Linked DNA regions of Mus musculus: all the other regions are linked to region 1. Evidence: chromatin contacts called from public Hi-C and HiChIP or PLAC-seq data. All regions are on one chromosome and are shown on one strand. The core of a region is the stretch at or near the end of the contact, and the rest is flanking DNA. Distances in the headings are between cores, read along the strand shown.

Region 1 (4,719 bases), core at 1,412-3,911:
GCATATATATATTATATATATATGAATAAAAATCAGAAGAAGCACATTCAAAATGCTGACCTTCCTTGGTGACAAATGGTGTTCTCAGAAGGCTCATGAAGGTAGGCAGAGCCCATTCACGCAAAGTGGTCTATTCCAAATACTCAATACTGAGCATAACATTTGGTGGAGAAGTGTGTGTGTGTGTGGAGGAGGGAAGAAAGAGAATATAGTATTGTATGAAAACAAAAACCAAGAACAGGTGCTTTCTGCTGTAGATAGCATAATTAGATCCTATATAATTTTGTTACCTTAAGATAGACAAACAACTTATATTCATGTAGGCAAAGTGTCCATTTTATTGTTTGATAAAATAACCACTATATCCAGAGGTCAATAGAGGAAGAGATAAATGCCTTTGCTAAAATATCAATGAATTTTATCAAACTGAAACAAACAGAAAAATCATACAAATGTGCCTACCAGTGGCTGTATCTTCAAACAGGAAGTGACTAATAATGTCTGTGTCCACATAATTTGGAGCACAGAAGTCAACAGTGGCTTCCCTCTAGAAACCTTCCATCCTTACTTTTGGTCTTTTGTTTCTTGCAGAATAAAGGTTGAAGAATAAGGAACAACTAACAGGAATCAAAGTACTTATCTGAATGAGAGACAAGAACTGCTAGGGTCTCTTGTTAGAAATGAAAGGAAAAAGAAATTATTTTAAGTGGGTAAATAAAGTAGGAGGCAGTGAAGACAAGCCTGTCTGAAAGATGAAAATGAGATGAAGCAGTAAAATAGGCAGTCATGAATAGGTAGCCCCCTCGGCTAATTTCGGGCAGCGCTCCTTCCTTACTATGCTGGTAATATACTGGACAGTTCTCTGTGTATAATGCTTTTTGGAAAGGAGAAGCCATTTAATTTGTGAATGTAGGAAATATCTCCAGTTGAATTTCATGTTTTATTTACTGTGTACTTTTCTGCCCAATTAATCATTCCAAATTCTTAAATAATTTATACAAGTATGGAGCAAATGATTTGCGGTTGACATCCTTCTGAGTAGTCGATCCTACATGCAATGAGAGTATTTTAAACAGTTTATAACATCACTGCCATCTGTTGGATCTGACCAGAATTAGATTCAAAGTTGCCCCCAAAATGGAAAGAATTCAGTAATCCTTTGCACTAATAACTAAATTTACTCACTGAAAAACCAGACAAGATTTGAAGATGAATATAGATGCAGACCAGGCTTTTTTAAAAGGATCTCTTTTAAAGATACAATTTTAGTAAATACCAATGAATAAATATTGAAAACAACAACTATAATCATTTTATACTTACAAAAAAGTGGAAACTTGTAACTAAGGTTAAACTCTTCACAAACAACTGTGTTCAACTATATGGACCCTGATTCTTCATAGCCATCTTACCTTAGCTCCATGAAGATAGCTTTAAAGACCCTAGAGTTTTAAAGACCCCCTTCTCCCCATTTTCCTGTGGAATTTGCAGTTCTTTTGTATAGCTTCTCAACTCCCACAAAAGTAGCAACCCAAGAAAGTTCTGAATTGTAGCATATATAACTGGCCACTTAAAAATACATCGATTAATTGTTGGGCTACCTTAAGCCTTCGAAATAGCAGAGACAAGTCTCCAGGGACTTCTCTACTTTTGTGTGACCTGCGGCCAGGAGCACAAACACTGATGATGATTAAGGGGCTCTGTGCAGAGACAGAGAGCCTTACACGGATGTGCCTGAGTGCTTTGTTAACTTTTGACTCTCTTTGACTCTATATCTCTGTCAATATGAATGACTGACTGATCATTTAGTAGTATTGGTATTAAAATTTCTCTAGAAACAAAGAAAATTTCTCCCCTTTAAATAAAGCTGAAGGAAGACAGATACTATCACTTTAACGTCTACAAAATTTATTTGTTGATTATCATGTCTAAGAAAACCATATATAATATGTGGGGGAAAATTTAAATACATCCTCAGGATAGATTTTTATATACTATTGAAAGAGTATATAGCATGCCTTGAGAAAAACCAGGACTCAGGTCCTGTCACATAGCCAGGAATGGTCTGAGCTGAAGTGGGTATTATCTATGCCAGTGCAGAAAGTGTGTGTGTGTGTGTGTGTGTGTGTGTGTGTGTGTGTGTGTGTGTGTGTTCATGCTTTAAAAAAATCACCACCCGAATAAATAAAGCTGGGCGTGGGGCTGGTAACATAATATGCTGTGTTTATTTATTTTACCACTTCGTTGTATACCTTTTAACTTGTAGATGTGGGGCTGATGATCTGTAGAGTCGCCATATTTTCTTGTAGAATGCTGGCTGTAACAGAGTGAGTGATGACCACTTATTTTGAAGACAGGAACACAACAACACACATCTGTTAAAAGTGGCCAAACGCCAATTCTTCCCTTCTCCCCGTCATATCTTGCAGGAAGGGACGCCACACACCCTCCGAGATGGCTGCGGTTGTTTACTACAGTCCTTTAAGGAAAAATTACCACTCTGTCTAGACCCAGGGCTCCCTAGCACTCAGATTCACTTAGGATAAGTAATCTCGGGTCTCAAAACCCTTAAAGAAACATTGCACTGAGAAACGACCCACGAAAGACGCAAACTCAGCACATAGGCTTGATGTATGGGTCGGACCTAAAGCCTAAGCCACGCAGTTATTGTCTTTGTCGCGTCGGGTTTTTCTTAAGAAAATGGTTTTCTGAGCGATTTCCCTTCACCCACAGCGGCAAGAACCGCGTCTTCATACTGCCCCCTAGTGGCGCCTCAGGAGAGAGTTGGGGGAGGGGCAAAAATGGACCGAGCGCTCTGTGTTTTAATGAAACACACACTAATTTAATTTGAAACACTCTGGTGAGCCTAAAATAATATTTTTGGAACATTATTAAAAGATTGTGATCTGGAAAGCATTTTACTGTGATAGTATTCTACTGCTAAATACACGGTTAGCAGATGTTTGTGTCTGTCTTTGTCCCTTTTTGAGGTGCAGTCGTTTCAAAATGTTTTGACACCTCTTATTTTTTTTTCCTCCACCAGTGACTGAATATTTGCTTCGCTGTGTTATCACAGGGACAAACGCAGCACGTTTGAGCAATAGATGCATCCCATGGCAATAGAAAAGATTATTTAATTTTTGTTTAAATTCATTGTAAAATTTTAGAAGCTTGGAAGTCTCCCAATAAAAGTGAGAGGCAACATAACATTGCTGCCTTAGGAAGGCTGCTTTTGTTTAAAGGATCGTCATTTTAAAAAAACAAAAACAAAAAACTAAGGATAATAATTTCAAAGCGCTTGGGACTTTAAAAGTCCTTTGAGAGCCTTGGAGATTGGACAGTGGGTAATGGCCCTTGTCACTAAGCCTGAGTTCGAGTCTCAAGTCCTACCCACACAGTGGAAAGATCTGACTGTCAGAGGTTGCCCTCTGAGCTGCACACAGAAGCCGTGGTGCGCACACACATTTGCAATGGACAAAGTGATAAAAGTGCTTTGTATTACAATGACAAAAGAAAAGAGTCCTCATTGTATCCTTATGAGGATACCTCATTCCTTCCATCCAAATTTACTGAGTGGCCGTTTGTTATATCCACCCATAGTGCCTCTCTTCCTGTTTGCGTAGAAGAATCGTGTCCTGTCTTTGCTTTTATTGGGCTGGGGGTGGGGTGGGGTGAGGTGGGGTGGAGTGGGAGTCATACTGAAGTTAAAAAGCACTCAGAATGAAAACCTGAGTTTTCAATAAAACCACCTGATTCCCCATCCCTACTCTGTGTCAGCTGATGCTTGCCAGACCTCGACAAACACTTTGAATTTGATTAACTACCAGTTTTCTGAGGCTCGGTGAATCTCATAAAATGTTCAATTAGAAAATTATCTGTGCTGCCTTTATTACCTACAGAGCGGGGCTGATATTTGCATAACATTTTAAAGTTGCTAGTACTGTCTGCTTCCCGGCATTACTGATTTTCACAGGAAATTATCAAACCGATTGGATATCCTCACATTATTTCTCTTTTAATTTGAAGCCTGTTTAAACCTATACATTACTTTGTATCCACCCTTGACTTTTCATATTATTATTAATCATCCCCTACATCTTTTTCCTTCACTTGGGAATAGGCCCTTATTGCTCATTATTTGTAGCTACACGGAAAGGCTCAGATCCGATCTCTGAAGAAGCTGCCTCCACTCTGACCCTGCAAGTTTATATCAGCTGTTTGGCTGGAAGGTGGTCTGAAAAGGATGATTTCCCACACACATACGAATGGCGGAATACGGTCATATTTCCCCGTGGTAGATTCTGCCGTTGCTGGTAGCTGGCAGTTATGGGTAAACACTTAGCTAAGTACCCCAGTAGAGTGTAGCTTCAGATCCTACAGCAGTCTTCCGTGTGGAGAAATGTCCTTGTCATTGTTGTGTGCATTTGTTCCTTTACACGTGAGCAAGTAGATGCATGTTACTTCCCCAGGTTACCAGAGGTAGGCAGGACACTGAGGCACCTTGGGACAACAGCCCGTCCTATGTCCCTGTATCTCTGTGCAGCCCGTATCAGAGATACTAAGAGTATCTCTGAGAGTTAGTTACTTCTCTCCACCCTGGCCACTCACCCTCCCACTTACCAGTTGCTCAGCAAGTGCGGGAGGCTCTTGCTCTCTCCAAAGAAGTTAATCTGTGTCTTTAATCCCAGACTCCTCTCTCTCTCTCTCTCTCTCTCTCTC
Region 2 (4,542 bases), core at 651-3,150, 360 kb before region 1:
GACCCCAGCCTTGGAGTCTAGAGACCCATGACTGAGGCTGGTTTTACTTCTTCATTCAGGGCCCAGAGGCCCCTGATCTCACCCTTTGCCTTTAAAATGAGCTTGAGAAGAGATGTCAAATGATGTACTTTTTCAGCTGGGTAATTTAGGAAGTGCTTGAATTAATTACTTGTCTATCAGACTTCAGAAAATTTACACAAAAAGCTGGATTTCTGGCCTCTTTTAGAATAGGCAGGTTAAGCCAGGCGTGGTGGTGCACGCCTTTAATCCCAGCACTCGGGAGGCAGAGGCAGACGGATTTCTGAGTTCGAGGCCAGCCTGGTCTACAGAGTGAGTTCCAGGACAGCCAAGGCTACACAGAGAAACCCTGTCTCGAAAAACCAAAAAAAAAGAAGAAGAAGAAGAAAAAAGAAACGAATCTGGAAAGCTTCAAAGGAGCACATCTTTCTTCTCGGTCTCACTCTAATATACTCAAATAATTTACGACTTCCTGTGAATCCATCTTGTAAGGAGGATGCTCTCATTCCATGTACCCTGTGAGGTCAGGATTCTATCAGGACAATGGGGTGCTGACAGTCATTCTGGCAGGGATCCTAACTCTCACAGTCCTTTGGGAATGAGGTGCAAGTGGCCATGCAGAAGGTAAGTTGGCTCGTCACACCATGTTCCCACTGGCATCCTCCAGAGTCAAACACATATGCTTAGAAAGTAAGCAATGCAAGAGAGCCATGCATCTTAGCCTGCCAATCACACAGACGTCATTAGTAAAACCCGCAGATGAAGGGAAAGGATTCGGTTTGGAGTCTGGTTTTGTTTTATTTATTTATTTATCGCCCAGAGAGATTTTTTTAAAAAAGAGATTTCACTGCCGGCCTAGCATTAAGATTCCAGAGAGGAAAAGCTGGATTCCTGGTCTCTTAGGCTAGACTCCTGTTTTCCTTTCCAAGCACACAGCAGAAGCGCAGCCAGCTTCACTACCCAAGATCTGCCCCACAGAACAAAATGAGGAAAGCGACCACTATGCCAGGAATGGTGTTTTCCCAGACTCCTGCTTGGAGTTGATGAATTGACTACATTTTTATTTCTTTTCCCTTCCAGAAACCCTACTGGAATGACAAAAGAGGAAGTGGGGGATGAAAACCAAAACAAACCAACAGAAAACAACAACAACAACGCAAAACAAAAACAACAAAAACTCCAACCCCATGGCAAAGACAAACATACCACAGACAGAAGAGGAGAAACCACAGAGAATCTTTAACAGGCAGAAAGGAAGCAGACTGTTACTGACAGAAGAGACAAGGGCCAGGGACTTGGGCACCTGCCTTGTCTCCACGGCTGGACTTCCACATGCAGAGACAAGGGCTGATTCCTTGAGACCAGGTCCCAAGAGGCTCTGGGTTTGAGAGCAGGATACCAGCTGGGCCAAGGAGTTAACAGAACCTGTACTCCAACTCCTGGGCCTGAACCTCCACCCTCTTCCCTGCAGTCCAGGCCACTCTGTTAGGGACACCAGGACACTCCCCCACCCCTTGGGGGAAAAAGCCCTAGAGAAAAAATTCCACCATAGGCAATATTAAGAGCTACCTTGCTTGTAACCCACCCACCTACCCACCAGCCAATAGGCATTACCCTCCATGCACCCAGAACTCACCAACTGGCCACCAGAACCTCACTCAGTCTGGAATATGAACTAATATCAATAAGCTGCCAGATGGCTGGCCTTTGTTTTTCCCCATGTGTATGTGTCAAGTGTACATGCTAAGCCTTTGCCATGATCTGTACACTCATTTCATCAGATGCATCAGCGGGCTGATCCTCAGATTCACACTGTGCTTGTCTTTAGCTGAGTGAAACAAACCCCACAAAGCAAGCAGGTGCTTAAAGGGAAGTCTGCAAAGAAACCTCCGATCAAGCTACTGCTAACCCAGAGTGAGCAAGCGAGCGGGCGCGGGCGGGGGAGGGGGGGTCCGCGGAGCTGACCTTGCTCGGTTCTCTCTAGATCAGTCAATACAAATGCTTTGTGGAATAAAGAACTGTTGTTCAGAACAACAGAAATGACTAGAAAGACTTTAGGTAAAACACGGGTTGCTTTTCAACTATATTTGGTAATGACAACCCACCCCTAATCCACACTGAGGTCTTGAGGATCTGTGGAAGGAATGGCCAGTGAGGGCCTGAAGTCAGTAATGTGTCACATGTGACACTGAGCTACCAAATGACTTCACTAAACTTCATGGTTAATGTGCATATGCTTCATACAAGGTGCCATTAACAGCAAAGCCCCAACACACAAACACTACGATTCCTGTACAACACTATAGAGAAAAGCTCTGTACTCTTACCGTCGTAGAAGTGGCTAAAGATGCACAAAATCCAATGTGAGATCAAATTGGCACAAATCCCTCTGCCAGGTAGTACCTACTGTTGGCAGATGCTCTTGGGGCAGGGTTAATGTTTCAAGACTTAAAAATAGAATAAATTACACACCCTGGGGAAGCTTGCTTCCTAGTTGCACTGAAGTTGATTCTAGCAATCCCTGGCTTGGCATTGCTAAGTGACTGCTACATTGAAGAAAGGCTGTGTGTGGAAAGCCAAGCAGGATGAGTCACACATGACACTTTAGACACTGGTGAACACTGCCAGTCCCCAGAGGGGCAACTCAGCAGAATTCTACCTAGAGGCAAAACCCCCATACATAGTCCTTCCACTTCCTTTTTGGAGGGAAAGGTGAGACTCTATAGTAAGTCAGAAAGTAACACCTCCAGAGAAACTGAAGTTTTGAAACCAGAGTTGTATAAAAACCAGGTATTTGTAAGTTTCCGTGTTTGCCAGCTTGCCAAAACAACTGCACTTGGGCCAGCCATGAAAACTCTTCCATCCACAACTCCTTACAGAATGCTCTACGGAGCCCGTGAGAAGTGTGTCCCAGAGCTCTGGTCCATTTACTACCTGCTTTAGAACGTATCTGTTGGACTTCCAAAGAAGGACAAACCCCCTGGCCAATTTTGAAGTTTTCAGTAAAATATAATTTTATCATTTGAAAGTCAACAACAACAACAACAACAACAAAAGAAAGTCAACAAAATAAAAGTTCAGTACAGCTGGCAGGGGTTGATAAGAGAGGATGTGATAATTTGCCAAATACAGGCAGCGGTGATGTTCTGTCATTATCTGGATTTATGTATTTTTGTGAGGTGCAATTTTCAACAACAAAGCTATTAAAGCCAAGAAGCAAATGGCACAGAACTCAGAAGTAAGCTTCCAAAAAGTCACAATTAGGATACAACTTTGAAAAATAATTAAATAATTATAATACTTGCATCTAAAAAGAAAAGAAAGAAAAAAGTCTTTAATGAAAGCTACAGGTTCTTTGGTGTTCTAATTATTTATATACTTGATTGAACTTTTAGAGTTTGCAAATATGCTATAAAGTATATATTAGCATGTATACATAAATGCGTACATGTTAGTATGGGCACCCAACCTTTCAGTGCTTTGTTTTGAGAATTTTCAGTGTCTTTACCCATCAAACTCTAGGTGGAAAACAGAAAAGCTGGTGCTGGGCTTCGGGGAATAAAGAGTTCCAGGATCTTTCTAACACAGGTTTTTTTCCTGGGCGTAGAGTTGGTACCCCCTTCCCGTCTCACTCACCCCTTCCCTTCCCCCTTCCCAGACAGAGAGCCCATCCTTTCACACAGCCATGTGGTCAGGGCAACATCACCCGTTTAACCCCTGTCAAAACCTCCCCATAGGCTGCTTTTCCCCTGTTAACATGAAGTTTGCTGGTTCTAACCAAGCAGTAATGGGTGGAAACAGCACCAAGGGAAAACTGCATTTCCCAGGCCATGAGAAATAAAGGGAGGACTCCTTCCAACAAGCCCTATACCCAGCTCTGAAGTCTGGTAAGGCCACCGGCATCCTTTCCACCAAGACCCTGGAGTCCTGAAGTTGACTCCAGAGGTGTTAACCACGGTGGCCCAGCCTTTCTCGTGGCATTTTAAAATGAAGCAAGAGTCCAGTGTACTCTCCTCCCATTGGCTTGTGTGAGCAGTCATTTAAAGTTTCAAAACCCCAAGTGTGTAGGCTACAACTGTGTTATTCCAAGGGGGTGAAGCTCAGTGGCCATGTGCATTCAGCATGCGTGGTGTGCTAGGGTCTATCCCTAGCAACATGCATGCACGAGCTAAAGATTGTATGGGTAAACTCTTAGTACATAAGTCATGTTGTATGCCTATAATAGTTCCTTATCCCTCATTTTCTACTGAAAAACTTTAATTAAGCTTTGAACTTTCCTATATGGTGTGCTGAACAGATATTCATGGAATTTTGTGGGGTTTTTTTGGGTGGGGGTGGGGGGTTGACACATTCTTTGGCCTAAAATTGTTTTAGCCATGTGTAAGTAAATAAATGCACTGTAAGGGAAAAGCAAACAAGCAAACTGAGAAGCAACTCAAATTTTATCTAAAAAAAAGAAATAACTGTTTAGCAAACCATCTCCACAAGCTTGTGAATTCAAGCAAGTCTCAGGCAGGCATTCAG
Region 3 (4,657 bases), core at 2,094-4,593, 470 kb before region 1:
AAGGTAAATGATCAATACTCATTAAGCTACCATCAGGTTAACAGCTTTTTAACATCCTTGGAAATTGAGCAATTTTGCATAGTAGGATGGACTTGAAAGATGCTGAGAAAACGGTTATGGGATTGCAGTTATGAATGGGAAAACATCACAAATACAACTGCAAATATGTGAGACAATATTCTAAACATTGGGTTTGATGTTCTCTGTACAAGAGTAACGTAGGTGGACTCACTGGTTAAAACTCATGCGACTGTGTTTTGAGCCATTTGCATGTCACTTTGTAAATCATACTTCTATCGATGCAAAAAATTATTCTGACTCTGAAGGTCATAAACTACAAAGCTCTCTCAGCTTCTTGAAGGAGACAGGAGAACTAACCATAATGTGATGTAGCCTGAATGGGATCCAAAAACAGAAAAAGGAAGTGAAAAGTTAATGAAATCCAATGAAATATGAAGCGTGGTTAATAATGACGTGTTAACGTTAGTTCATTAGTGGTGACAAATGCCCCCACACCAATGTAGTTAATCATGACTAATGCTGAGGATGGAAAACCCTGAAGGCAGGGCAGTGCGGGACTGAGCAACTTTTCTCTAAGTCTACAACTATTCTGAAAATTTTAAAGGTTTGCTTCTAAAAATAAAAACATGAATAATAAGAAGGAACATGATGATGTGTCATTTGTGAGGACATTGAATGAAAGTCGAGAAAATGAACATAAAATACCAGAGTACATTATTTCAGCCAGTGTGAAGTAGCCAGAGAAGGGGTTTTTGTTTTCAAATTTTATTTGGCATTGTTGCAGAATAAATACTCCTCTACCAGGATCACTTTCCTTTGATACAACAGCTGAGATGGTCGCTAGAGCTACGCTATTATGTATCCAGGCTAATGTTAAAAGGTGTGGTATGGTAAAAAAAGAGATGGTATGGTTTCATTTTCAGAACAGAATAATCATTACTGTAAATTAACATCACCAACACGTGCTTAAAATCCACCATCCGTGAACTGCACGTTTTTTATAGAGAGAAAATTCACTTGTGCCTACCAAAACATTTCCTTTTCTGGTGTGTGTATACAGATGTGTAAAAATAACTCACTTATGCCATCGACATCTCTTTGTTAAGCAAGCCTTTATGCTATAACCCACAATCATCATACTTAAATCCCGTTGATCTTTCCCTTGACACACAGGGACACACAGGAATCCTTCCTTGTCCTTCGCTGGTCTCAATGCTAATCAGCCCTTGCAGCTGCTTGGATGAGCTGGGCACATCTCTCCAAGAATGTCTGGTGTCTCCACATCTGGCCTGGGTAGAGATGCGTCTTCCTTGGGAGAATCTTTTGCAGTACGCAGCTCCATCGGAACCACGCCTCGCGACAAGGACAAATCGCCACCCCCTTTCTTCTTCAATTAACAGTTTTGGGACAGAGGTTGTGGGCCAGGATTAGAGCCAACGTAGATCGAGATGAAGACCAGGAAAAGCAGGAGTAGGAAGAGGCTGGCCGCTACAGCGGTCACCGCAAACAGCTCCATCCTCAGATTATTTAGCACGGGTGACCAAGAATCCTGGACTGCAGTGAAGCAAAGGTTGCCATGGGAACCGCAGTGGCGCCCCCCGCGGAACCCCGCGTTTATTACGGAGAATCGATCTGCACCAGACACCGAGGCTGCTACTGCGGAGGCCGCTGGAGGCTAGCAAGGGGAGGCGAGGGGGGTGGAGAGCAAAGGCTCAGGGCATCCGCCCCTCCTCCACCCACCTCCATCCATCCGGGCTCAAGAGCAGCAGAAATTACGTTTAGTGCAAATTGCTGAAGCTCCCTACTTCATCCTCAGTGGTGGGTGGCACGGTGTCTCGCAGGCAGCAGACCGCGGGGAAGGTCGGAGTACGGGTGAAGCCCCTCCGCCTGCCACCGCAGCGGTACGGGAATCAAAGGCCTGACCCGCAGCGGCCCTCCGGGATCCTGCGGGGGGCCGTGCGGGGCGGGCAGGATCTGCCTCCCGGAATCCCACAAACCGTACATGAGCAAGTTCGAGGCCAGTGTGTGGGCTTGCAGGGCCATCCCTCAGCCAGGACAGCACTTAATCACCGTGTCCCCTGCGGCGTGACGTTAAGGCTGGGAGGAAAAGAAAATTCTCCCGGAATCTTCGTTACAAAATCGTTTCCTTTACTAGCCCTCAATCCTGGGAGTCAGGGACACTTAAAGGCACGGTTGGGGTCCTGAAGGAAGAGATGGGATCCGGACTGGAGATAGCCATCTCTCTTCGCAGCCCCTGAGACAGAGTCATTCGACCACCTTCTCTCCCGACTGACTTTCCTGCTCCGGTAATTAAGGGAGAAGCGCAGAGACAGATTCACCCCATTTCGCCCTTTCTCATTCCCAGTCATTGCGAAGCCCCTGGCCTGAAAGGCTCGGGTTCCTCTCCTGCGTGGCAAAGGCCCTCTCACTCCGAGAGCTATAAATATTAATAAGCTGCACGGCTCCGGGCTTAATTATCTTCTCTTAATTGTAGCTTAACCAAAAATCCAGCCTCCTGCTACTCGGGCCTCTCTAAATCGGGATTATTTAGTTTCCGTGTCTGGAGGCCCCTTCGGCTCAAAGTCTTCTGTGTTGTGCCGCCAAACCTGGAAACCATATGCTGCGTCTCTGCGCGGTTTAAAATCATCCTTAGAGCAATGACGCCTCTCCTTACACTGGATGCCTAGGTTCGGGGCAGTCTTCTGCTCCCTTTCCCTGAACCTGGTACTCCCTACTACCAAAGGATTCTGCCTCCATCTCTTTTCCCTAAGTCCCCAGTAGCCTATAGGGGTTTGTCAGATAAGGGTGGCCCTTGTGGGGCACGGAATTCGCCCAGCAAATGACGACATCTGACTCAAGGGAAGGGTCTCTTCATCCCCTCACCGGGAAAGCAGCCCACACCGCTCCACTGTGGCAGGCAGGCTCCCTTGGGATTACTTGATCGGGCTGCACTGGGACACCACCCTTGTCCCTACCTGCGCAGCCCGCTCCTTGCCAGGGCTCTTCCTGGTGCATCTAGAATTCGGTGTCAAGAAAGCTCCAAGCCTGGAGCTGAGGGCTCTGAGCTTTCTTCCCTGGGTCGCAGGTGGGAGGAGAGAGAGGTCGTGGTAGCTTGCAGTTCACTGTCCTTCCCGCGCTCGAGATCCACGATGCTGAAGCTTAAGCTTAGGTCCAAGGTCTTTGATTAACAAGCTGGACATCCAGTCCTGCACTGGTGGGCAATGCCCAGATCTTCTCTAGTTCAGTCCCCTGGCTATAGAGTGCGCCTGGCTTCTGCAGCGCAGTCTATGGTCCCTCTAGCACCTTAGCTCTGCGGTTTTTCCTCTACAGACTGGGGGGCGGGGGGAGCTTAGGAGGACCCTAATCACCAGCACCAGCGCCCAGCCTTGCTAATTCAGGGGAGGTCAGCAAACCACAGGGAACAGTATTCCTGATGTGTTTTAGGTCTGCTTTGTCCTGGTGCAGATTGATTTCTAAGGCACTGTCAAAGTCTATGAGAAGCAGCTGTAATTCAGTTGATTTTAGCTCCTGGGTACCCACAAACAGCTGCCTAAGGCGGATAGATTGTGTCTGTGCTCATGCGATCAGGATCATTTACAAATGTAACTGCTAAAGGGGCACAATAGCATGCATATTCATGTAATCCTAGCACTCTGGGTGAGACAGGAGGACTGCAAATTAGAGGACAGTCTGGGCTATGTAGACGCTGCTTCAAAAAAATGAAGCAAAATATTAAATATAATTGTATATTTACATGATAACCATTTGAGTTGCATCAAAAGAAATGTTCAAAACACTAAGAATTTAGGTAATATTCTCCAGTAGATAAATTAACACTGAATATATTTTAGTTAAAAATGCAGATCTGTCACAGAAGTCCAATTATAGGAAACTTTCACAATCTGAAAGATTAGTGGTCAAAGTGGCAGTCACTGGAGTTTCCCAAAGCCCAACCATCTACTGAAATCACCAGAAAGGAATCCACTTCAGATACTTCAGGACTCACTACAGTAGGTAGGTAGTTTCTGGTGGGGTTTTAGAGGCAAGATCAGTTTTACTTTTTGGCAAAACTAACATTTCCTATATAATTCACATAGATCAGTGGTTCTCAACCTCCCCTTTAATCCAGTTTCTCACAATGTGGTGACCCCAGCCGTAAAATTATTTTCGTTGCTACTTCATAACTGTAATTCTGCTACTGGTATTAATCATAATGTAAACATTTATGGAGATAGAGGTTTGCCCAAAGGGTTGAGAACCACTGACATAGCCTCTAGACCAGCAGCAAATATTTGGCCCAGGCCCAGAGCTGGGAAACCTGTCTTGGGTGGTTAGAAGAACTGCAGCAGACCAGCTTTGGCTTTGTCACTTCCTAGCTGTGCTACCACCCAACCTGAGGCCCCCAGAATGGGAAAGAGGCTAAATGATGAGCAGGAGCCTGACTGAGCATAGAGCAAGACAGATGTGGGTGGAGCAAGACAGATGTGGGTGGAGCAAGACAGATGTGGGCGGAGCAAGACAGATGTGGGGGCAGTTGATGGGCATTTGGGCAGGCAGGCAGGTTTAAAAAAATTACTATCCCGCACTTTGCCACTTTTCAGATGCTCAGTACCAATGTCAAGTGACCCAGAGCAAC
Region 4 (4,754 bases), core at 1,505-4,004, 330 kb before region 1:
GAAGACAAAATTGAGCTCAGAGAAGTTCAATAACTCACTGAGGTCATAGTTAATCCTCTGAATATTGGACAATCTAGCACTGAGCTTTTAATATCCTCTCCATAAGGGCTCCATAATGTCCTTAAGTAAGTTTCCAGGCCTTCTAAGCTCCCAGGGACAGCTCATGCCTGACATGAGAGTCCAAGAAACGTGGAGCCATGCCTCAGATCCCTCCCTCCCATGCACAGAGGGGTGATGGGCAAGCTCTGCCCATTCTGGCTATGAAACTATTTATTCAGTTTCCATAAAGGACAGATCTGGTTCTAGAGGCTGTTTGCAGGGCTGGCCATGAGCTGCCTTAGAAAGCTTTCTCCCTGACTTACATCCCTGCCACCCAAGAGAGTCCTCAGCCCTGTGGCTGCAAGGTCTCAGACACTATCCTGACTCTCCTTTAAGGTCAGCCTCCCAGACATTAGCTCCTAGGGAGGCATGAATGTGTCTCCTGCACTCCTATGACTCCGGCACCTACTCCTTGCCACAATGCCAGGTACGTAATCAGGATTCCAAAATAATGTTTAGTGGATCAAAACTTTCTGTTTTGAAAGGCACGCAGGAAATTAGATTAGAGAAAAGATCTTTGTCTTCTGTGACTCACAAGATCCTACTGAACAAATACCAGGTCTATCTCATTCTGCATGAGAGATAAGTTCCTAAAAGGTAATGAATGAATTTTGTGAGCTAAGCCAACCTTGTGGTAACTCCCATTAATTTCACCTTTATTTCAGCTGTAGCACTTCATCATCTGTGTGGCCACTCCTTTGTCATACCAATATACTATATGTATGTATGTATATATATATATATATATATATATATATATATATACACACACACACACACACACACAAGCCAAAAAATCTATGATAGCATGCAGTGATTATCTTGACTTTCACATTCAATGGGTAGAGAGATGACATCATTCGCATTTGTGTGTATTTAAGAGTGGACGCCAATGTAAACTCTGAACTTGGGGTGGTAGGTGTCAATGTAGAATCATTGATTTTTTTTTTCCCCACTGTGCTGTGGGAAATAGAAGAGAGGAAACCTGTGGAGGAGGTTGGATAGGAGACAAAGAAATTCTTCATTCTCTTTATCAATTTCATTGTGACCCTAAGGTGACTCTCAGAAATAAAGTTTGGAGGGCCAAGGGACAGGAACCATCTTGGTTACTATCTTACTGAGAGTTGAGTGTTGAACCTTCGTCCTTAGTCATCCTTGCAAACCACATTCAACAAAGATGTGGTTATCTACAAACACTACAAACTAATCATGGAGTTTTGCTGTGACTGGTACATTCTTCCTGAAAAATTCATCTTGTTCTCTGGCCATGGGTATTATACCTGTCCAGACACATTTTCCAAAGAGGTAGGAAGAATCAAAGCCATGCGCCATGATGTTGCTAAAGACAGAAAAGAAACATGTGGCACGTGAAGGCCAGCAAAGGGAAGCATTCTAGGAGATGACCCTCTCTCCTCCCTCCAGGATAATGGCAGGAGCACAGGATGGCTGCAGAGCTCACACGTGAGCCTCTCCCAAATGCTCCTTATAACAGAGATCACACCACCTCTCAAGTGCTGCTGCACTGTCTTCATACCTCATGCTAACAGTGTGGTCGAAGCTGGTGCACACCTGAGGTGTGCATTTTAAAAACATAAGCTCCCCGGAGGACAAAGGACTCCCTTGTTATTGCTTTGCATTCCTTTGATGCAACTAACGATGCTCAAATGGGTTATGGTGAGTGAACCTGTGCCTTTCACTGTTTGGAGGCAGGAAGCTGCAGGTGCTGGCTCAAGTGAATTCCAGTGAGGAGCAGAGAAAGGGGGCAGAGAAAACAGTGTGACTCTGAGAAATGAGGACAGAGAAAGTGACAGACGGAAGTCTGAGGAACTCGGCCAGACACCAAATTTGTAAGAATTAAAATTCCCTACCTAAAAAACACAGTAGCCTTCGGGGTTTATTACAAACTTATTGAAAAGGTGAAGCCAAGAAATGGCTAGAGGAAGACCCAAAGAAAACCCACAGTTCATGTCCCAGAGAGAAGAGGTTGGCACCTCAACCCTGGGCTGGCTCCACCGGCCTCACATGCCCCAATTCATGCTGCAAACGCCATTAGCTTAATGGAGGTGCCAACATTTCTCTATTAGACTAAATTCTGCTATCAGCTACACCTACAGTCCCACATTTTAAACCCTCTGTGGAAACCTTTTCCTAAATAACTCAAAGAACCAAGTGCCTTCCACTTTTCTCTCTGGCTTGATCCAGAATTTCTAAGAGAGTCTGCCGAATGCTGGAAATAGTTTCTGAAGTGTTGGGTTGTAAGCATTCCAAAGGGCAGCCTCAATTTGCCATTTGTGTGCATGCCAACAGACTTAACTGAAAACATTTTGCACATAATTACAGGTTCCTGCCTCCTGTGTTCAGCTCTACCCTTTAATATGCAGGGCACACTATTGTTCAATTGGAAAAAATATATACTTTTCAGTTCTCATTTGACAGTTAAGTCGAGTAAATGAAAAAGGAGCCTGTAGCCTGATGTCCACTTGCATGACTTAAAAACTCTCAGGTAGTGTCAGGAAATGCAGAAAATATCGTCAGCAAACCCCAAGTCTGGGCCTAGTGGCCTAGTGCAGAGCTCTGTAGCTAGGTTATGCTAGTAGCTGGGAATCTACCAAATTCTGGAATCAGCTTGGAATTAGGATACACATTCTTTTGGCTTCTGCTCTTCCTACTGACAGCCGGGTGACTGCTGCCAGACCAACCATGGTAGCCCCGAGTCAGCAACTCAGGGAGAGAATCCTGATGATTCTGGCTGTATTTAACCTCGGCTTTCCACTTAACGAGCTGTGTGATTTCCAAAGGCTATATTTATGAGACTATTTTCTTGCCTATAAAAGGACTGTTTATTGGGACTATAACATAGCAACAGATGTCCAATATAAAGTCACTAAATTAGCAAATAAACAAACACTTAGCTAGAATAATGTAAGTGGAGAAAGGACACACAGCAAGTGCCTAATAAATGTTTTAAAGTAACTAAACTTCCTCTTCAATATAAAATTTCTATGTGTCTGAAGGTTAGCTTTTTCTTAATGTATCAAATGATGGTTTTTTTTTAAATCTAATTATGAGAGGGACATCTATAAATTCTGAAATGTATTTATTTGAATATTGGCAGCATAGTTATTAAGGGTTTGGAGTTTTCTCAGAATGATCAAACTATGTCAAAAAAGGGGGAAAAATCAGCCAGAAATACTCACTGTGAATATTATTGTTGTTGTTATTCACAATTCTTAATCACGATTATTACTACTGTACACTTGGCCCACACCCCCACACACCATGGCAGGCGTGTGGCGGTCAGAAGACAACTTTCAGGGCCGCTTCTTTCCTGCCACGTGGTATCAGGAACTGAACTTACTTCCTAGGTCTGCGCAGCAAACACTTTGATCCTGAGTCACTTCAGTAGCCTGCATCACAGGATTTTTGTTAAAGGTGGATTTAATTTATTTATGCCTTTGTGCGTGTTCCTGAATGAGTTCCTGAGCCCTAGGAGGGCTTGCATCTCTTAGGAATGCAGTTGCAGGTAGCTGTAAGCTGCTTGATATGGGTATTGGGAATCAAACTTGGTCATCTTTCTAACTTCCCAATCCAACTCACTAATTATACTATTATTATTAATTATTATTATTATACTTATTCACTTTACATCCCACACACTGCCCCCCTCCTGGTCACTCCCACAATCCTTCCCCTTACCCCCCCTCCCATTCTCCTCTGAGTTGGTAGGGACTCCCCTGGGTGTTCCCCCACCCTAGCACATTAAGTCTCTGTGGGGCTAGGTGCTTCATCTCCCACTGAGGCCAGAGAAGGCAGTCCAGCTAGAAGAACATATCCCACAGACAGGCAACAGCTTTTGGGGTATCCCTGCTCCAGTTATGGGATCCACATGAAGACTGAGCTGCATATCAGCTACATATGTGCGGGGAGACCTAGGTCCAGCCTGTGTAAGTTCTTCGGTTGGTAGTTCAGACTCTGAGAGCCCCAAGGGTCCAGGTTAGGTGATTCTGTTGGTCTTCCTGTGGAGTTCCTATCACCTTAGGGGCTACAGTCTCCCTCCTATTCTTCTATAAAAAGTCCCCAAGCTCCATCCACTGTTTGGCTATGGGTGTATGACTCTGTCTGAGTCACCAAATTACTAAATTTTGATATGTAGTCATCTAGACATTTCTTATAAAATGTCCTACAAATAATTTTAATAAAAATCATATATGCATATTATTAACCAATTACTGATTTCAATTGTTTTTAAACATTACATTAAGTCACTAAATTTTCCATATGCATACATAATTATTTTGTGATTTGTTATGGCATAGGGCTCAATTGGGTAGCTCTTAACATAATGTCGTCATCGCTTGGTGTGGTGGCACACCCTAGTCCTAGCCCTTAGAAGACAGAGACAGGCAGATCTCTATGAGTTCAATTGAGGCTAGTCTGGGAAAAAACCAAAAACAAAAACAAAAACAAAAACAACCAAAGAAACATGATGTCATCTTATATTTAGACATTTTACTTTCCCTTCATTACATTACAAACAGGTTGCACTGTAAACAAGTTTCTTATTCACCATGTCATGATATGCCCCCAGGAAAGGAATTCCTGGGACTGAGCATGTATGCATGTGTGTAGGATACATCCCAGCTTCTGCTCAGTTA
Region 5 (4,061 bases), core at 107-2,606, 440 kb before region 1:
CTCTATTATTCTTTCATTTATTTATTTTTAGTTAAGTAATTAACTAATTAATTAATTATGTTGACTGTTGGGTACATGCTTACTTACTTTATTTATTTATTAAACTAATAAAATTTATTTTAAAATATACAACTCAGTATTGACATTTTTTTAAGTCATCAAAATCATTTATAATATGGAAGTCAGACAAGTGGGAGTTGCTTCTCATCTTCTGACCTTGTTTTGGGGCAAGGTCTCTCTTATTGTTTCTATCCATGTGCTGTGTACTGTAAGTTAGCTGGCCCATGAGCTTTCAGACAGGAGTGCTGGGATTACAGATGCACACCACTATAGCTGACTTTCTATGTGGATTCTAGGGTTCAAACCTGGCCACCAGGCTTGAACAGCAAGCATTTTACCCCAGTGAGCCATGCACCTGAGCCCCAACTGCATTTTTACTTCTCATTTCCCAAGAATCGGTCAGAGACCACATACTGTCATGGGTTCTCCATGACCTCTCCCACGTCTTTGAGGTAGATGTCCTCTTTACTCAACCAAGTCCAAGGGTAGTGCTGCTCTGTGTCCCTAATGGCAAAGGCTGTTTTCCATTGGTGTTGATAGAGAGAGCACACTGGTAGCAGCAGCCACAGTACACACAGGGATCCTGGGACGAGCTCACTGGTCTTTACTTCACCATCCAACTGTGCTTCCTGCTCTTGCTATGGAACAGCCCGCCAAGCACCTGGAGCACTTCTCGAGGAAACACAGTAGGGATATCTGTGGGAAGCCACATGTGCCGTTGCAGAGTGGCACTGACTACTGCTGGCCACCACGCATAAGTTTGGACAAACAACCAATGTGTACATATGCAGTAAAGTTTTTTGCAAAGACACTGCCTGGCCCGGGCATGATAATGAGGCTTTGAGAGTATAACTAATCAGATGTGAGGCATGCAAATGAGGTATGATAATGAGGCTCTGTGAGGTACAGAGAGAGAGAGTAGCCAATCAGATGAGGAACATGCAAATGAGGCGTAGTGCATAACCAATCTGGGTGTGAGACACGCCTCTCCTAGGCCTATATAAGCAGCACCAGTTCTGGGCTCGGGGTCTCTTCGCCTCTGCAATCAAGCTCTCCCAATAAACGTGTGCAGAAGGATCCTAGAGGTATCTATCCTTTTGCTTGTCGCATGGAATCGGCATTTGGGATTGTGGAAGCTGACTAGATTTGTCCTAATTCCCAGATTTAAGTCCAAGTGAGGAACCGCCAAAAGAACAAAGGTATGGTTCACTGACTATCCTGAATTTGGCTGAACCGAGAGCTTGACAACAGGAAGGTTGTCAACGTTGCCAGCCCTGAAGACTGTCTGTATTCACGGTGGCCATATGTTCTGTTTACTCGATGTGGCTATTTATAGAAACATAGACCTGCTGATTCTCAGGAACTCATCTTCATCAATTGGAAAAGGGAGCTGGGATTAGGAGGGCCCGTACTCAGAAGCTAAGCAGAAAACCCACTTTCCTGCTGGATCAGCCATCACGTTCAAAATGCAGAAGTGTGGCAAATCAGGAAGCAGTTGCTGCCTGGAACGTGGTGTTTCTGACGCTGTGTAGTGTACTGGACTCACAGGTTACTTGACTGACTGCCAGTGCAGTAGGAAGGGGCGTGCTCACCAAATGCATCCTACCCACCATTACAGCAGAACTAGGGAGAAAAGTGGACACATGAGTTGCTATGAAAGCCTTAACCAGAACTTCCTGAGGAATAATAATAATAATAATAATAATAATAATAATAATAATAATAAAGTATAAGAGAGACTGGATGATAGAAGAGCACAGCATTTTTCTAACAGGTGAACAAGCCTGGGCATCTTGAAAAAACTGACGTGTGTGTGTGTGTGTGTGTGTGTGTGTGTGTGTGACATGTAGATTAGTCAATATATATTAGTTTTTTCTATCTATATGCATTAGTTTTTCCCTCTCTATATGCACACATATATGTATATATAAATTATTTCATAAGAATATAAGATGTCATATATGTTAAAAAGTGTAACCATCTGTTTTTGTAGTGTGTTAACAAATGGACTGAATAGTTTATATTTAAGATCCTTTCTAAGTGGCTTTCAGCATAGGAAACCCAAAGTCACTTTCCCTTTCCCTTCAGTAAGAAGCGTGCAGTTGGGCCAGCTTTAGTGCAAGCATGAGGGACTGTATCTCTGGACAGAAAGTCTGAGTTCTCCATGGTCCATGCAGGTTTCTGGGGCCAGGTGCGATGACAGAGGGAGACTGGGATGTGACATACACATATGTAGTAAAGATACGGAGTCTTATATCGTGAATGTGCTGAAGACAGGAAATCTAACTACAGTGGGTGTATGAGTTAGGAAAAGTCATAGGAAAAGGAATGACAGGGAGTTACAGGAGAGAGACGGTGGCTCACATGAAGGCTTGCCAAACATTAGGAGTTAGTTTCATTTTCTCTTGTCTTTTTTTAAAAAAAAGAATAATTCTCCTTTATCACTGCAATGAGAAAGCCAGTGGGTGTCAGAATAGCCACAAACCAGAGTTAATCACTATGCACATGAATGCCAGAGTGGTAATACATACTCCTTATTCACAACAACTAAAACACAACAACTATTAATGTGGAACCTTGCTGGCAGACTTTGATGCTTTTTTCAAACTCTGTTTTCTGTCATACCACAGATAAGAAGTAAATGAAGGAATGGCCATCTGTGTCCCTGGTTTTGAAGGGATGACACTGGAATACTTAAATGAGTTCTGCTTTGCAGCTGAACAAATTTCTCCTGTCAAGGGCACATGGGGAATGCTTTAGGCACTGTGGCTGCGATGTCTCTGCCTCAGTCGTGAACTTTGTTGTTGCAGTCTGAGAGAAGCCATAGAAAATACTGTATGAATGGACAGGACTATGTTTTGATAAAACTTTATTAATGATTTAAAAAAAAAAAACAAAAACAGTGGGTTGGAATAGCCCTCTGCCAGGGCTTTTCTGGCTTCTGTTATAATCGACAAAAAAAGCTGTTTTGTTCATCGATTAAGAGAAGGTCTAGAAAAAAGGGGAAGAGAAAGATGCACATTAGAAAAAGTGTTTGAAATGTGTGATGAGTGGGCTAGGGTAGATGTTGGCAAAGTTTTTGCTAGGAGTGGTGGGTTTGCTTGTAGCCCCAGCACTGGGTAAGTGGAAACAGCTCTTAGAGTTTGTTGGCCTAGATAATGTAGCCTAAGAAGTGAGCCTGAGATCCCATTAACACACTCTGCCTCAAACATTAAAGTGATTAACTCTTGCTCCTGTGGAATGATAGCCAGTGTTGTCCTCTGGCTTCCACATATGCATGTGAACCCACACATACACATGAAAACACACACACACACACACACACACACACACACACACACACACACAGAGAGCGGTCAGTGAGAATGGGGTAGGTAAGTCAGTGGTTTCCAAGCCCAACCAACCACTTATGCCATATCTAAGTTCTGCCTCTAGAGCCTGACATTCGGTAGGCTTAGGAATATTTTTATATGCTTCAGAAAGATGGTCAGTTAGTGTTGTCAGTTTGATAGGATCCAGAATCATCTGGGGATGGGCCTTTGGGTATGCCAGGGGAATATTATCTCGATTGCGTTCATCGAGGCAGGGAGACCTGCCTACTCTGTGTGTCCCGCTTGGGTTGTATAAATGGAGAAAGGGAGGAGATTTGCCGTGCACATTCACCACTCTCTGCTTCCCGATTGTGCATGAGTCAGGCTCCCGTCACCATGACGGACTGGAGCCTCAAACCATGAGCCAGAGAAGAAAGAGCCTTCGCCCCCTTAGTTGCTTTGTAGAGTATTTTATCACAGCAGCAGAAAAATAAACTCAAAATGAGACTCCCTGATTTAGAAAAGCAAAAATTAAATTACTGACTGTTGGACTAAAGGGAAACGGTAGGGAAACCTGTGGTGCTGTAGATGTACTCTCCTTAGAGTGAGGGTGGGATCCCAGGCTATGAGAGGCCCAAGTCTACCACCATACATGAGACAGACATCCAGTCTGAATGGGAACAGCGCTGA
Region 6 (4,563 bases), core at 429-2,928, 300 kb before region 1:
TTAAAAACAGAAAGGGCACAAGAGATTTAGACCCATAATTTTAGAGATTCTGCTTTTAAACAAATGAAAAAGTACCTAAGTCACTCACACTGAAAAGTCCCTGCTTCCCAAAGCCTGGAGGTTCTGTTTTATGCCAACATTTGTATTTTTAAGTGACAACAAAATAAAGTATAATTTTTTATTAGAATTGTCCAAGCTAAATATATACTATCATCTTTTACAGAGGACTTTTAATTTTGTTTTTATTTAATTTTAAACTATAAAAAAGTAAGAATCAGGGGGCTGGAGAAACAGTTCAGCTGGTTAGAACTCTGGCTGCTCTCTCAGAGGACCCAGGTTTGACTGCCAGAACCCACAAGTTACAGTTATCTGTAACTCCAATTCCAGAGGGTCATATGCCCTGTTCTGGCCTCTGCAGGCACCAGGCACATTCACGATACACAGAGACACATGCAGGCAAAATGCCCATACATATAAAATGAAAAGATTTTAATTAAATGAAATTAAAAATAAAAGAGAATCAATTGAGGCTCAACTTTTATGAAAAGAAGTTTTGCAAGGGCTCTATTTAAAGCCCTTCTTAGATTCTTGTAAGTAGCAGTGACAGTTACCAGGTTGTAGCAACACATCCTCACACTGGAAGCGTGGATCTCCATGGAGCTCTGGTCTATAAGCATGTACTTGTCTTTCTCACTGTTTCCCCTTCCCTGTCTGGCCACACCAAGCTTGGGGAAGGAGCTGCGGTATCAGATGACTACCTCATTAACATCAGATGATGTATCTAACACTGCAGGCACACACTGAATCAAACAGCCAAGGCTGACAGGACCACAGAGAGATGACAGCATCCAACCTCTGAAAGCAAACACACACACTCTAATTATGGACCCAAAGGGATGTCGTGTTAAATTTTCTGAACATTTTCATCTGAATCATACAAAGGTCAAGTGCAGGGCTGAGTGGTCAGGCTGGCTACAAACTCCTGCCATCAAATGCTCTGGCCCGAGTGCAACACACACCAACTGTAAATGCTGCTAACGTTCTTCTGGGGTTCAGGAACCATCTGCCTGGAAGATTATCCACCTCTGGCTGATACCTGCCCACCACTGTTCTCTCCAGCTAACTGCCAGGAAACAAAAAGAAAGAAAGACTGGAGGGGAGGGAGGGGAGGGGAGGGGAGGAGAGCAGGCTTTAAGACCCCCAGAGTCTCCAGGAGAACCCAAAAAGAACTGTGAGCAGCTTCCCTCCACTGTCAGCCTCAGGCCAGGTTGCTTTCCCGGAAGCAGAGCGCACACCTCCAGCCCTGACACTCCACAGCACACATATATGTTCCAGTTTTGTTGAGCTGGAGAAAATTCCTATGAACAGAGATCTTAGAGTCTATGAGTCAGCCTTGCATCCCTGTGAGAAAATATATGAATCCCTTGCATTCATATAAAATATATGAATTAATCAACTTCAAAATAAGGATTATTGGCTCCTGGTTACCTGGCTACTCTGGGCCTGTGGAGCCGATCCATCATGATGCATTATTTCTACCTAGCATCTGGTACAAGACCTGCTCCCTCCATGGGAGAAAGAGAAGAAACTAAAGAGGAAAGGCTAAGAGAGGAGGACCCAGGGCCACAAAATCTCCTTCTAGGGCAAGTACCACAGACCAAACTTCCTTTTATCAGGCACTTGCTCAATTCTTTACCACCACCCACACAGTGCTGCAGCTAGGAACACTAGGCTTTCAGAGGTCATTAGAAATAGAGAACTATAGCAAAAGTTATGCCATATATAAACAAAAGGCATCCTTTACTGGTATTCAACTTTGAAATATTCAAAGCAAGACACAGGGTGAAGAAGTTAACTCTAAAACGAAGACATCTTTTAGAATGTGGTAGGGTAGCACATGTCATGACCCTATAGTATGCCTACACTTTCACCATGTAATTCCCATGAAGGACACTGTGTCCTAGGGGGTCAGTCAACATAAGAGTAAATGTTACCCAGACAGCAGCAGCACTTACAACAGTAAAGGCTAGAGCCAATGGACAGAACATGAAACCGTCCTTAACATAAAACTATGCATTACAAATTAAAATCTGCAGGGGATATTAACACACAAGCTTGGAAGGCAGAGTCGAGCAGATCTCTGTGAACCAGCTTGGTCTACATAGCAAGTATTAGGCTAAAGGTTTGTATTTTTCTCAAAAGCAACAATAGTAACAACAACAAAAACAAAACAGTTAAAGTTTCATTGTGAAAAATGCACAGGAAGATAAGAAAATACAAAGACAATATAATGTCAGTGTCCTAAAAGCTGCCGGGGAGAAAGAGTGAGCCAGTGAACTGGTTGCTGTGGGACAGTTACGGTAACTATTCTTTACAGCGATGCTTATGTTCATCTTCTCGCTTCTTAGAAAGGACCTCGCATAGTGATAGCGAAATTTAAATTCTATTGAAACTATGTGAACACACCACTCAAAGACACATCAGAATATGCTTTGTAATACTCACTAACACATAACACATTAAGAAAATAACCCCCACTAGCTATAAACTTGATCAAATATTCACTCGGAATTTTTAACCATAAAGGAGAAGAACATGACAAAGGGACGCACTAGCTTCCCTTCATCTCTTTCTTTTCTTTCCATTTTAGAATGTCACTTAAGATTACTGCTCTCTTCCCGTGTTGGCTGAGTGTGGGGGGAAAGCACCTCGCTGGCTTATCAAAACCATTGCTGCAGAGACCTTTCTACACCAAAGCACTTGGACCTAACTCATAACTGAGTTCTGCTCCAAACGTACACTTGCAAGCTGGCCTGCAAGGGTGGATGCTGAAGGAGGCAGTGGATTACTAACTAGCACAGAGGGGCGTGGAAACTGGTCAGAGCACACCCTTGAGAGATCTGAATATATTGGGGAATGCAGGAAGTCAGGATACAGGAGGGCGGGAAGCAAATTCCCCAGGAGATTCAAAGGGCCCATAAGGAGCTCTGTTTGCAGGTTAGAGGTGGAGCTTGATGGTAGAGCGATCACTCGTCCAGCACACACATGGCTATGGTCTCCGCTCCCCAGGCTAAAAGCCTTTAAAGACACACTCATGCTTAGACAGTGTCTCCACACTTCTCAACATTCATGTTTAGAATATATCTCTACACTTTTTAGACAAGGGATTACTTAAGACAGCAAGGCCTCCACTCCATGGAACCAACCAACCAACAACCAACCAACCAACCAACCAACCAACCAACCATGTCTGTGTGTGTTTACAAGAATGCTGGGCTGGGCTCACAGCTAATCACAATAACCTGTAAATGTGACCCCTTCTGCTGTGATGTAATTTGTGTATTCCCCAAAAGATTTAAATTCTACACACACACAAATTTTAGGGAGATCATAAAAATCTATAGAACTCCATCACCAGAATGAAAATGAAAAACCACAAAACAAAACAAACGAAAAACATAAAAACAAAAAATGCAAATGAAAAAACCCAAAACTCTAAAAACATATTCTGGGATGGAATTCCTGGCACAGGAACAGGAGGAAAGCCATGGCCAGCTGAGCAAGGTGCACAATCTAGTCTGCCAACCCCCTCCTGTCCTCCCTGCTGATACACTCTGTATCCAGCTCCTACTACTCAGAGGTGCTGAGCAGTGATAGACTCAAAGGAAACTGGAAGGATGGATTCCTGCATCGCTGGCTACATCCCCTGCTTACCTATCTCCTATACATCAATTTGGATGCATAACAAGCATAGGCCAAAGGAGACTGCATAACCCTGCATTTATTTCTAAAACAGAATCAATTCTGCCAAGATTCTTTCCAGCAAGTATGCCTCTTGAAAGCTTCTTCAAGGATACAGAGACTTGATATGATGGGTTAATATTGTCAGCTGGACAGGGTCTAGCCTCACTAAAGAGACTGGGCATGTCTGTGAGAACATTTCTAGACTCAGTTAACTGAAGTGGGAAAACCTATCTGAAGAAGCGTGGCTGAGGTACTGGAGTGTTTAGAAAGGAAAGTGAGGTGAGCACCAGCATTCACTCTCTGCCTCCCTACCACAGATGTAAGATGAGCTGCCTCAGTTTCCCTGCCATGATGGGAAGTGCCCCAAAACAATGAGCCAAAAGCAAAGCCTTCCTTAAGTTGTTGAGGCTTGCTCTTTTTCTATGTATTATAATGCTAAATACTGCTCCCAATGCCTGGTTGCTCCCAGGGATGAGTAAATCTGCATGTAGACCCAAGTGATGCTATGCAATCTTGTCCCCCAAGTCATCCCTGATTGGTGAATAAAGATGCCTACAACCTATAGCGGGGCAGAAGAGAGGTAGGCAGAGTTTGGGTTCTCAGGCTCGTGAACTGGAGGAGAACCAAGAGGAGGTGAAAGAGGAGGTGGAAAATAGAGAAGATTCCTTGGGTAGGGGAGTCATGAAAACATGGCCATGAGGTAAGAGCTGCCCAAATAGAACATGGCAAGTTGTAACTTGGGGTTGTTGATGGGGAAGTAAAGTCAGATAACTTAGAGGGGAGATATCTGCCCAGCTCTAACTATAAAAGCTGTATGCC

What was found. Hi-C and Micro-C count contacts between places; a contact is called where the count stands out from the background. HiChIP or PLAC-seq counts read pairs in DNA pulled down with a chosen protein or histone mark.
Region 2: an H3K27ac HiChIP or PLAC-seq map of microglia shows a contact between it and region 1, with 8 times the contacts expected there. The contact joins two enhancer-like sites. A contact is called at or near these places in 3 of 484 Hi-C or Micro-C datasets (Th1 cells, bone marrow-derived macrophages and embryonic fibroblasts), 8 of 115 datasets of contacts at active chromatin or transcription factors (T-cell acute lymphoblastic leukemia, bone marrow-derived macrophages, craniofacial prominence and 5 more) and 1 of 9 other capture datasets (embryonic stem cells).
Region 3: an H3K4me3 HiChIP or PLAC-seq map of bone marrow-derived macrophages shows a contact between it and region 1, with 9 times the contacts expected there. The contact joins the promoter of Carlr here to the enhancer-like site in region 1. A contact is called at or near these places in 4 of 39 promoter capture datasets (the 3T3-L1 cell line, the C10 cell line, hippocampal neurons and 1 more), 2 of 15 datasets of contacts at CTCF or cohesin (large pre-B cells and pro-B cells), 10 of 484 Hi-C or Micro-C datasets (the C10 cell line, the HPC-7 cell line, the N1E-115 cell line and 7 more), 13 of 115 datasets of contacts at active chromatin or transcription factors (bone marrow-derived macrophages, craniofacial prominence, embryonic basal ganglia and 8 more) and 4 of 9 other capture datasets (adipose tissue, bone marrow-derived macrophages, embryonic stem cells and 1 more).
Region 4: a contact with region 1 is called in a Hi-C map of the G1E-ER4 cell line, with 4 times the contacts expected there. The contact joins two enhancer-like sites. A contact is called at or near these places in 2 of 15 datasets of contacts at CTCF or cohesin (large pre-B cells and pro-B cells), 7 of 484 Hi-C or Micro-C datasets (the G1E-ER4 cell line, the HPC-7 cell line, the N1E-115 cell line and 2 more) and 8 of 115 datasets of contacts at active chromatin or transcription factors (the HPC-7 cell line, bone marrow-derived macrophages, embryonic midbrain and 5 more).
Region 5: a Hi-C map of bone marrow-derived macrophages shows a contact between it and region 1, with 21 read pairs. The contact joins two enhancer-like sites. A contact is called at or near these places in 1 of 15 datasets of contacts at CTCF or cohesin (large pre-B cells), 4 of 484 Hi-C or Micro-C datasets (the Ba/F3 cell line, bone marrow-derived macrophages, erythroid progenitors and 1 more), 11 of 115 datasets of contacts at active chromatin or transcription factors (DN3 thymocytes, T-cell acute lymphoblastic leukemia, bone marrow-derived macrophages and 7 more) and 1 of 9 other capture datasets (embryonic stem cells).
Region 6: a contact with region 1 is called in a Hi-C map of bone marrow-derived macrophages, with 22 read pairs. The contact joins two enhancer-like sites. A contact is called at or near these places in 2 of 15 datasets of contacts at CTCF or cohesin (large pre-B cells and pro-B cells), 7 of 484 Hi-C or Micro-C datasets (the G1E-ER4 cell line, bone marrow-derived dendritic cells, bone marrow-derived macrophages and 3 more) and 1 of 115 datasets of contacts at active chromatin or transcription factors (embryonic basal ganglia).

What each region holds. Positions count from the first base shown.
Region 1 is chr2:19,273,705-19,278,423 of GRCm38.p6, forward strand. All of the region lies in intron 10 of Armc3 (armadillo repeat containing 3), which reads left to right. Among named protein-coding and RNA genes, the nearest start is that of 4930447M23Rik, 68 kb to the right of the region's middle. Within about 2 kb of position 2,662, at least 147 of the 459 cell types and tissues checked have an H3K27ac peak or open chromatin away from gene starts, as enhancers often do. A contact at or near this core is called in the G1E-ER4 cell line, the HPC-7 cell line, the N1E-115 cell line and 12 more, where this site is marked.
Region 2 is chr2:18,914,916-18,919,457 of GRCm38.p6, forward strand. All of the region lies in intron 1 of Pip4k2a (phosphatidylinositol-5-phosphate 4-kinase, type II, alpha), which reads right to left. Among named protein-coding and RNA genes, the nearest start is that of Gm33534, 38 kb to the left of the region's middle. Within about 2 kb of position 1,901, at least 102 of the 459 cell types and tissues checked have an H3K27ac peak or open chromatin away from gene starts, as enhancers often do. A contact at or near this core is called in Th1 cells, bone marrow-derived macrophages and microglia, where this site is marked.
Region 3 is chr2:18,798,475-18,803,131 of GRCm38.p6, forward strand. It overlaps Carlr (cardiac and apoptosis-related long non-coding RNA), which reads right to left and starts at 3,344. Exons shown (of 1, transcript NR_131254.1): 1 at 771-3,344.
Region 4 is chr2:18,945,482-18,950,235 of GRCm38.p6, forward strand. The region is part of intron 1 of Pip4k2a (phosphatidylinositol-5-phosphate 4-kinase, type II, alpha); the gene reads right to left. Among named protein-coding and RNA genes, the nearest start is that of Pip4k2a, 50 kb to the right of the region's middle. Within about 2 kb of position 2,755, at least 13 of the 459 cell types and tissues checked have an H3K27ac peak or open chromatin away from gene starts, as enhancers often do. A contact at or near this core is called in the G1E-ER4 cell line, where this site is marked.
Region 5 is chr2:18,834,130-18,838,190 of GRCm38.p6, forward strand. No RefSeq gene overlaps it. Among named protein-coding and RNA genes, the nearest start is that of Carlr, 34 kb to the left of the region's middle. Within about 2 kb of position 1,357, at least 6 of the 459 cell types and tissues checked have an H3K27ac peak or open chromatin away from gene starts, as enhancers often do. A contact at or near this core is called in bone marrow-derived macrophages, where this site is marked.
Region 6 is chr2:18,974,698-18,979,260 of GRCm38.p6, forward strand. The region is part of intron 1 of Pip4k2a (phosphatidylinositol-5-phosphate 4-kinase, type II, alpha); the gene reads right to left. Among named protein-coding and RNA genes, the nearest start is that of Pip4k2a, 21 kb to the right of the region's middle. Within about 2 kb of position 1,679, at least 45 of the 459 cell types and tissues checked have an H3K27ac peak or open chromatin away from gene starts, as enhancers often do. A contact at or near this core is called in the G1E-ER4 cell line and bone marrow-derived macrophages, where this site is marked.